2 separate regions of the Mus musculus genome follow, and region 1 is linked to region 2. The links are chromatin contacts, called in public HiChIP or PLAC-seq maps. All regions are on one chromosome and are shown on one strand. Each heading gives the region's core, a stretch centred on a gene start, on an enhancer-like site or on the middle of the called end of the contact. The rest is flanking DNA. Distances are from core to core; before and after follow the strand shown. Region 1 has its middle 15 kb from the start of Musk. Region 2 has its middle 2.6 kb from the start of Gm35402.

Region 1 (4,448 bases), core at 1,860-4,359, 240 kb after region 2:
TGTGATATGCAAAAGTGTGTTATCATACAATGCCAAGTTCAACTGTCAAGTTTCAAACAAATGTTTACATCAATCTTCTGCGGCAAACCTTCATTACTTGATGTGTGGGGGAGTTAAACGTCCATCTGGGTATGAGTTAGAAGTCTACTTACTGCCTGTGAGTCAGGCATGGACTAGGCTGTGGATTGTGCCATCAGCTGGCCTGCTGCATGACACAGAATTGTCTCCACCAGCCACAAATTACATCTGTCTATGCCTCTATTTGTTAGACAATCTGGCACCAGGGACAGCTGAGAAGAAAGATTTTAAAACAGCTCATTTGATTGATGTGTTTAAAGCTATCTCTAAATCCAAATAAAAAGCTAGGTGCTATCAAGAACACATAAATCAAACATGACCCTCTTTGAGCCCTGACAGGGTCTGGCTAAGGCCACGTGACACCCACGTGTGCAAGCTACAATTGACTTACATTCAATGTTAGACCAACCAACCAACCCACCCACCCCATATTAAGGACTCAGAGGCCTTGGCTTGTACTGCACCATAAAATAGGTCACATTTTAAAGTTGGCTCAGCTGTGAGATGTAGTGCAAGGCCCAGCATGTAAGCCATGATGAGACCAAACTCAATGGTGGAGCTTAAGATTTCTGTGAAGTCTCAGTTAAAAATGCAAAACATGGTTGATGCCCAGGAGGCTGTTGGGAGATCACCTGGGACCAATGAGTGGGCACAATACATGGTGTTATAAAATAATGATACTTGGTAGCTAAATGCCAATCACTTGAACTTCACATTGGGAGAACCCAGTGCTGGGCCGTGAGGAGTTATGGTAACAACTTTTTATGCCTATGAAAACTCTGTTTGTGGGACAGTACAAAGTACAGCATCAGGTAGAGCTCAAATCAAAACAACCCCCCCAAAACGCCCCTTTTGTTGCCTGTCATTCTCACTGTCAACAACCAACACCAGCTCTATCTAATGTATGCTATGAGGAATTTTCTAGAAGAGTGTGAAGCTCTAGAAATCAACCACAAGCCTAAATACGTAAACTAGAAATCTGAGTGAAAAACAAGGTCATGGCTGGGAGGCACTTTTTCAAGTTCAGCCCAGGAGCTGCTGGACCCTGTGACTTCCTGTCACCATGGCTGATCCTTCAGACTCTGCTGCTGCTGCCATGCGCCATGATGAATGAACCCTAAAGCAACATTTTGCTTTGTTTTTGCATGAAGAATCTCATTGGCTCATCCTGGTCATGTGATCATGCGATATGCTTTAGTTACATGGAAAGTAGAATCTGGAAGCTGCAGCATCATTAATGATAGACAGGGTCTTGATGCCATAGCAGGTCCTGAAAGTGGAAGGGTGAAGGGCCTGGAGACTTAGGAGCAAAACTACATGTCTGTGCACACACACACACACACACACACACACACACAACACACTATAGCAGTGGTGAATTTCTGCATTAGAAACTTTAGATTTTTGTTTACTTATTTACACATAATTAAAAACTTGCTTCTATCTTTTCTAATTTGTTGTTGTTGTTGTTGTTGGAGATTGAACCCAGAAGTTTATACATATTAGGCAGGTGTTCCACTCCTGAGATGATATCATGAGGTCTGAGAATAACCCATGAGGCATGCAAAGTGATTCTGTCTGTTCCTTTTAATTTTTTTCCTTTGCACCCTTCGGCATATAGCTTTCACTTGGCAGCCACAAAAAGGCACAAAATGAAAGAAAAATCATGCAAGAATAGCTCTCATATCCCTGCATCCTATGGAATCCACTTCCTGGGATTCTTCCCCAAATACTCCTTTTCCTGACCTCCTATGTGCCTAGTTGACTTCTCAGCTCAAACGCCAATCTGTGTGAGCATCCTCAGACTCCCATGTGTTCTCAGCACACCTCTCTGACACTGTCCTCTCTCCCCTCTTCCCTCCTTACAACCTGCCTATTACTTCCCAGACAAGGTCTCATGGACCTCAGGATTGCCTCAAACGTATTAGGAAGCCAAGGATGCCTTTGAACTTCTGATCCTCCTGTTTCCACCTCCTGTTGCTAGGATTGCGCATGTGCCCCACTGTGCCCTGTTTCTGTAAAGCTGAATAAAGAAGGTAGATTTTTAAGTATTCTAGATGAGCCTTCCATCAGCTGACCTATGCCCTTGTGTTCTGGTCTTTTTCTGGTGCTGTGGTTATAACTCATGATCTTGGCCAGGCAAGCATTCTACCACTGAATCCCCAAGCCCTGCACTCAGTATTAATTGTTGATATCATTACTCTTCTCCTTGGCCAAGCTGCAAGTTTCTTGCTCAGAGACTTGCCCATTGCTGTAACCCCAGAGTTAAGTTCAGTTACTTGAGTAAATGCTCCTGTTTAGAAAGAAGGTGGGAAAGACACATAATGGGTTTTTCTTGCACTCCTTACATTTTTTTTTCAAATTTGAGACATTTATGACCTGTCTTGCTTTGTTCTCCCAACTTAGAGAAGATGATAAGAAAAAAAAGAACCAAATTTAATAGAGCCCCTGATGATTTTTATCTCTGTAATATTAAAAGTTAACCAGCTGCTCATAAACAATTAATAATAGAAAACAGTAATACAAATGTATCTTTTCATGAGAGTCACCAGATAATACCCGCTTGTTAATAATGTGGCATTCTGTACTGGCAGAAAAATGAATTGTTGACTGTGAAAATACCACTCAGTCATATCACTGTGCCTAAACAATATACAATCTCATCTTTCATGGCTCTCAGCTGCGTCCTGCTTGGAAGACATTTTAGACACGAGCCAATGTTCTACACATAACAAATGCTCAGGAAAGACACATGGAATTCCAGTCGGACGGAGCTTGCCCTACTGCAAAGGGCACATAAATGAATAAATACAAGGAAATCCCCTCCGAGGTGCACACACACACACACACACACACACACACACACACACACACACAGAGGCACGCACACAAGCCTCACAACAGCTGGGACATATTATAAGTTGGAGGACTTTTGTTAGTTCAGATGTTTCAGGTCTGCTTAGGCACTCTGGAGAAGAAGTAAATATTATGAGTAAGTTCATTTCCATGCTGGCTGTGGGGACATGCCAGCACGGTTTACTACAGTTTTATAATAAAACAGTCTCATAAAGGAACACCAGCATTAGTCACTCAGCACATGACTGCCAAGGCAAGATGGTCTCTGTTTTCTTCCCCGAATACTCCGAACATGATTTCATTCAGACTGTCTTCCAAATGGATTCTCTTTACACTAAACCCCATCAATATAATCAAGGAGTGCGTGCTCACTAAATCGATTATCAGTTTAAAGACATCATTCTTTTAAAGGAAATATGACCCATTTCTAGAGCTGCACATGGAAAAGTGAGGGTGGTCAAGACAGAATCATTTGGAGCATTGAAGGGAAGGCTGGTGGAAACTGGGAAGGAACAATGCAGAAGCTAGACCATTGCAGTGAGCAGACTTCACAAGAAGACAACGTACTCGAGATTGCTATAACATGGATTTACTAAGTTGCAAGGAGGAAGGACTCTCCTAACAAACACAAGCAGCAAAGGCTTGCTCAGTCAGCGCATTCTTCTTATTGTCAAGCTGAATGGAAAGCAAATATCCGTCCCTAAAAGCAGATGTAGTGAATATAAAGTCAGAAGAGGGGGACACAGAGAAATTGATCTTTAATGACCCGGGGCTAAGATAGATCTCACTGTGAAAGCTTGTCAAAGGATTAGAAAACACTCGGCCATGCTCTTCTCAGAACCTCCTACATTCTTCCCCAGGTTTTCATCGACTTAGGCTAATCCATCAACTCTTAGCTTAATTATCACTCTCCCAGAGCAACCTTTGCTGGTTGTCGTATCTCAGGAAGGGAGCCTTCAGAGCACCCCAGAGCACCCTGTAATTTCTCTTTATAGCTATTATCTCAACTTGCGCTTCCGTATTTAATCCTTGCTCTTCCTACTGAACCCTCAAAGAGAGCAGGCACCGTGCTTGTTTTGAGCACCACCGGACTCCTAGGACCCAGCACAGTGCCCGGCACATTTGTAAGCACACAACAAATATCTGTTGCATGACTGAGAGAATCCACGGGTAAGGGCTGAGAGCATTGGTGTTAGGTCCAGGTTTTCTTGACTGAAAGAAACTCAGTCCTTTCATCTGTGAAGTGAGGAGGTGTTAGCCCCTGTCTTCTAGCATTCTTTTCAGGATGAACTATATGAGTGGGTGAAAAACACTTGATGAAGAGACCAATAGAGCATATTAACACCATCCTACTAATGATAAATTTAAGAGAAATCAGAAGCCCAGTTGAAAAATAAATCTCAATTACCCTGGGAGATTCCTTGGCTGGGTACCATCAGTACTAACCTCTGAAGATATTTACCCATGTTTTCATGGTTTAGTAGAATTTTATAACACAATTTAATTAGATATGG
Region 2 (4,682 bases), core at 738-3,237:
TATATTCAGTGGGACAGTTGTCCAAGGCCAGTGGCATATTTCCAAGAGCAGGTTAATAAATCTTTATGGTCAATGCTCTTAACCTCTGAGATAACTCTCCATCCCCATATGGTCAATTATTATTTAATATCTAATGCCTGATTTTTTATAAATCTTCAACACATAAATTCAAACTATTTTAATTCTTTCTAATAAGGCTTTATTTACCATATACCAAACCTCACCTCTGATGACACATGTGTAGCTATATGAAATTTTATTGTTGGGAAAGTTTTTATCTATCATAATAATTTTGTAAATGATTTAAAAAGTTAAGCGTTGGTTTCCCCGGAGATAAGGTCATGTTAGTGACACCATCTCAAGGGATGGTTTCTTACTCATTATTCTCACTTAAGATCTTGGCCTAGGCTACCAGAAACATGTAAAATAAGAAAAGGAATAAGAGAAACAAAATAGATAGATTGCCATGAGAACTACGGCTCAATAATTTTTCTCCAGCGAAGAGTTTCACAACTGGTTCCAGGAGGCCTCCCCCTTTTGAGGTCAATTGCCTCAGTCTGTGGAACTTGTCACACAGATCCTTCTGGAGGTGGTGTGGCATTATAAGGTAGATTATTACAGTAGCAGGAAAAGAAACAAAGATGACCCACCATTTCCCCACCACCATTCCCAGTGCTGAGATAGAATACAGCACCTGCCAGTCAAGTGCTCCACCACCGACCTGCATTCCCAGAACTCTAGCTATTGCATGACCGACAGTCTCTTGTGATCCTCTGGACATTTTCCACTGTTATTTTTTCAACATAATTCTGCCTGGGATACATGCTATTGTGGTGGTTGAAGAGAACCCATAGACTCATCTATTAAAGTACTTGATCTCCAGTTAGTGGAACTGTTTGGGAAGGATTAGGAGGTGTGGCTTTTCTTTAGAGATGTGTCACTGGGGGCAGGCTTAGAGGATTCAAAAGACTTAGGCCATTCCCAGTGTACTCTCTTTGCCGTCTGCCTATGGATCAGGATGTGAGCTCTCGCCGGTTCCTGCCGCCCTGTCTTTGCTCTGTCCTCATGGACTCTAACCTTCTGAAACCATAAGCACAATTAAATCCTTTTAAAAAATAAGTTGCCATGGTCATGTTTTGTCACAGCAATAGAAAAGTAACTAAAACAGTTATTGTCCAATTTGAGAACTGCATCAGAGTCTTTTGGGTGTGCTCAGGCTACAGAGAAGGCATAGTTCACAATTCCAAATTTACTTAATATGAATAAAGCCTGAACAAAAATACTCATGGTTGGTCATTAGTCACCAACCTTATAACCTGGAGGCAGTCTGGTGTTCCTCTCCTCCACTCTATCCCTTCTTCCCTGCTTGTCTTCCTTTCTTTTATTTTTTACATCCAACCTACCTCTTAACAAACAAAGATAAAACATGGAGAAAACAATACAGAGAGGCCTGGGAAATGACATAATCACTTTCAAAAACTGAAAAGTATATATGTTGAAATTTGAAAATGCAACAGCAGGCTTTCTGTGGAAGGCATGGCAGGATTTAGGGAAACGGGTTTTGAGGATATGGACTTCCATCCCACTCTGAGGAATTTTACCTTCAAAATGTATGTTTGATGTTGAGATGTGAGCAGTGCTCCCTGCCGTCCTTCACACTAGACTGTTGCCAAAGTGGGTGTGTAGTGATAAGCATGTCATAAGCAGATATGACTGATGCAGGAGCAATGGACATCTGGTAGGGAAAGGTAGAGGCAAGTGCTGAAAGTAATTCCTCAACATGTATTACAGAGAATTACAGAGATATTGTGTACTTAGGAATCTGTGCCCGGGGGTGGGGGTGGGGGAGAGAGAGAGAGAGAGAGAGAGAGAGAGAGAGAGAGAGAGAGAGAGAGATTAAAGGAAGATTGAAGAGGAGAGATGGGAAAGCTCCGGCTCAGCTTCTCTGCAGTGTGAATCATCACCACTGAGGTCTGAGAAGGGAGGGGCCACACTGTTTTAGAAAGCAAGGAGTCCAGTGGTTGGATCTGAAGGTGCTAGGCTCTTTGCACCCCACCACTTACATCTGTTGTATTTTGATTTTATTGCCTTTATATATACAGCTTTACTGAATCTTGATAGGATGATGTGTGTGCATTCCCCTCCCCTTCTCTGTGTGTGTATTTGTTCCCAAATGTTTTTGCCCAAGAGATAATTTAGTCACCATGGCAAAGTTCTAGGGAGGAGAACAACAATTCCTCAGTCAATACCATATAATTTTGCTATAAAAAAATGGATAATGAGGAAGGCAGTCCAGGAGATGTGTCACAGATTGGGAACTTAATGTTTGACTTTGTATGAATGCCAAAGGGCAAGCTTGGAGCATGTCATTTCCAATTCTTCATACTGTGTTCTCCTTGCCAATCCTTTCTTAGTGTATGTGTGCCGACGTGTGTCAGATGTGTGTATATGTGTCTCTGTGTGTGCGTTAGTGTGCACATATGTGTGGAGCTCAGAGTTTGATATTTGGTGTCTTCCTCAGTCATTCAATAAGTTTTCACTGATTCAGCAGGCTGGCCATCCAGTGATCTCCAGGGAGCCACCTACTTTTGTCCCCCTCCCCCCTACCCAGTGTTTGGAGTTAGAGATGTGCTATACCTGGCATTTTGTGTGGATCCCAGGGCTGTTCAACACAGATCCTCAGACTTTTATGGGATCAGCAGGTACTTTACTGATTTAGCTCATCTTCCTTCCTTGCTCCCAAAGACATACGCAAGCATATCTTTAAGCTCATTTCTGAGCACATTGTTGTGCCTTCAAAGCCACTGTTAGAAGACGAATGTGCAGTCTGTGTTCACACCCTTTATACACTCCAGGACTGTGCAGTGGCTGATGCTTTTCTTAGAGCAGAGAGAGGCTCTAAGGAGAAGAGCCATGGATCTGGAGGATTGAAGGATTGGGGGCAGTGGCCAAGGTTGTTTTCCACTCTCTCACTGATGATGACTTTACTCTGGAAACTCTCACACAGCCTGAGCCTTAAGTTTTGGACCTGAAAATGAAGGCAGGCCCTGGTGCTTGCTGATGCACAGCCCTGTCCTAAGGCCCCTTCTGAGCATTGCATTGCAGAGGTGGGGCTGAAGTTCCCCACTCACTGCAGGGGCTGGATGCTGGGAGGGATGATACATTTTCCACATGATCTGAAGTGGGAGCAAATAAGAGAAAAAGGAAGGACAGTCATATCAGCAACAGAAAGGCAAAACCACAGAGGAAGGAGGAGTCGGGATACTGCTGCCAGGAAGGTAGGCCTATGTGTGTTTCTGTGACTCACCAGAGAAGAGATGATGGACCAGGGCTGGGTGGAGAAGGCAGCTTGGATGTGTGAAAGTGGATGAGCCTATTATAAAAGGCAGAGAAGCTCTCAATTGACTCCTTGTTCTCATAGTCTCCACTCTGCTCTTAGGAGAGCTGGCGAGGAGGAGCCTGTCAGAATTTAGCATGCCTGTGCACAGCGCAAAGTGATTCATTAAGAAAACCAACAAACCAACCAAAAACCCATGCTTAGGGCGTTCAGAGTTTCAGAGAACTCAGGCAACACTGCTTTCCTTTGTTTTAGTATTTTGGTTTTTTGTTTTCTTAGAAGTAGCAGAGTTATATTCATTTCTTTATTTTATTCTTTGTGTGTACGAGTGTTTTGCTGGCATGTGTCTGTGCCCCAAGTGTGTGCCTGCTGCCTGTGGAGACCGAGGGAGGTGGATCTCCTGGGAGTGGAGTTACAGATGACTGTGAACCATCATGGGTACTGGGGCTTGAACCTAAGTCCTTGGAAGAGCAGCTAATGTTCTTAACCACTGAGCCATCTCTTCAGACCAGTTTTTTAAAGAACAAGGTCCCAGACAAAAGCATCACAAGGCTTTCTTTGATGCAGAAAGTACTCCTAGAATCTTGGGTGATGATGACACCTGAGACTGTGAGTTTTCATGTGCCAAATATCACAGAGACAATGATAGACACCCCAGGTTTAGTTTTATCAGTTTTTATTGAATCTAAGTTTGTAAGAGGCATCAATAATTCCCATGCACTTACATGATGCCTTTCTGCTATGAGAGGTGTTCCCACTTCACAGATGCCAAAAGTGAAAAATACTTTTTTTTTTTAATGAATAAAACACGTTCACTGGCTTAATTCTGTAGAAAAGTATGATTGAGACTATCTGGGTGTGAATATTGAACACAGGCTGTGAAACTCAGTAAGGAGGGTTGAGGTGGTTGTAGCAGGGGTACCAGGAAGGGAGGTTAGGAAAAGAATATTTCAGCCACCAGATCTTCGAGCACATTAGGTCAAGAATGAGTGTTCTTCAACTCCGTTGCAAGCGTAGGGTAGAGCACACATCTTTCCTGGAAGAGGTTTGAGAACACTAAGGCTCCAGATCCATATGCTGGCTGTGGGAAGGAAGTGTCTTAGCTTCAGACATCATTGTGATGGTTGCTGTATTGACTCCTTCAGTTTAACTCACTTAGATGGATCCAGTGTGGAATTAGGAAATCAGAGCTCAGAGACCAGACTCATGAACTGTTAGTGTGACCATGGACTCCTGGGGAAGCATTCATACTGAGAGAAACTGACTGACTAAGCAGGTTGGGTAAGGACCAGTAGTGTGAGGCTTGCTCCTACTGTACCGTCAGGAGGGCGAGACGTTTGAACAC

Evidence for each region. HiChIP or PLAC-seq counts read pairs in DNA pulled down with a chosen protein or histone mark.
Region 1: a contact with region 2 is called in a CTCF HiChIP or PLAC-seq map of the NIH/3T3 cell line, with 7 read pairs. The contact joins two enhancer-like sites. A contact is called at or near these places in 1 of 39 promoter capture datasets (trophoblast stem cells), 1 of 15 datasets of contacts at CTCF or cohesin (the NIH/3T3 cell line) and 1 of 115 datasets of contacts at active chromatin or transcription factors (embryonic stem cells).

Annotation. Positions count from the first base shown.
Region 1 is chr4:58,268,907-58,273,354 of GRCm38.p6, forward strand. No RefSeq gene overlaps it. Among named protein-coding and RNA genes, the nearest start is that of Musk, 15 kb to the right of the region's middle. Within about 2 kb of position 3,110, at least 47 of the 459 cell types and tissues checked have an H3K27ac peak or open chromatin away from gene starts, as enhancers often do. A contact at or near this core is called in the NIH/3T3 cell line, where this site is marked.
Region 2 is chr4:58,029,669-58,034,350 of GRCm38.p6, forward strand. No RefSeq gene overlaps it. Among named protein-coding and RNA genes, the nearest start is that of Gm35402, 2.6 kb to the right of the region's middle. Within about 2 kb of position 1,988, at least 6 of the 459 cell types and tissues checked have an H3K27ac peak or open chromatin away from gene starts, as enhancers often do. A contact at or near this core is called in the NIH/3T3 cell line, where this site is marked.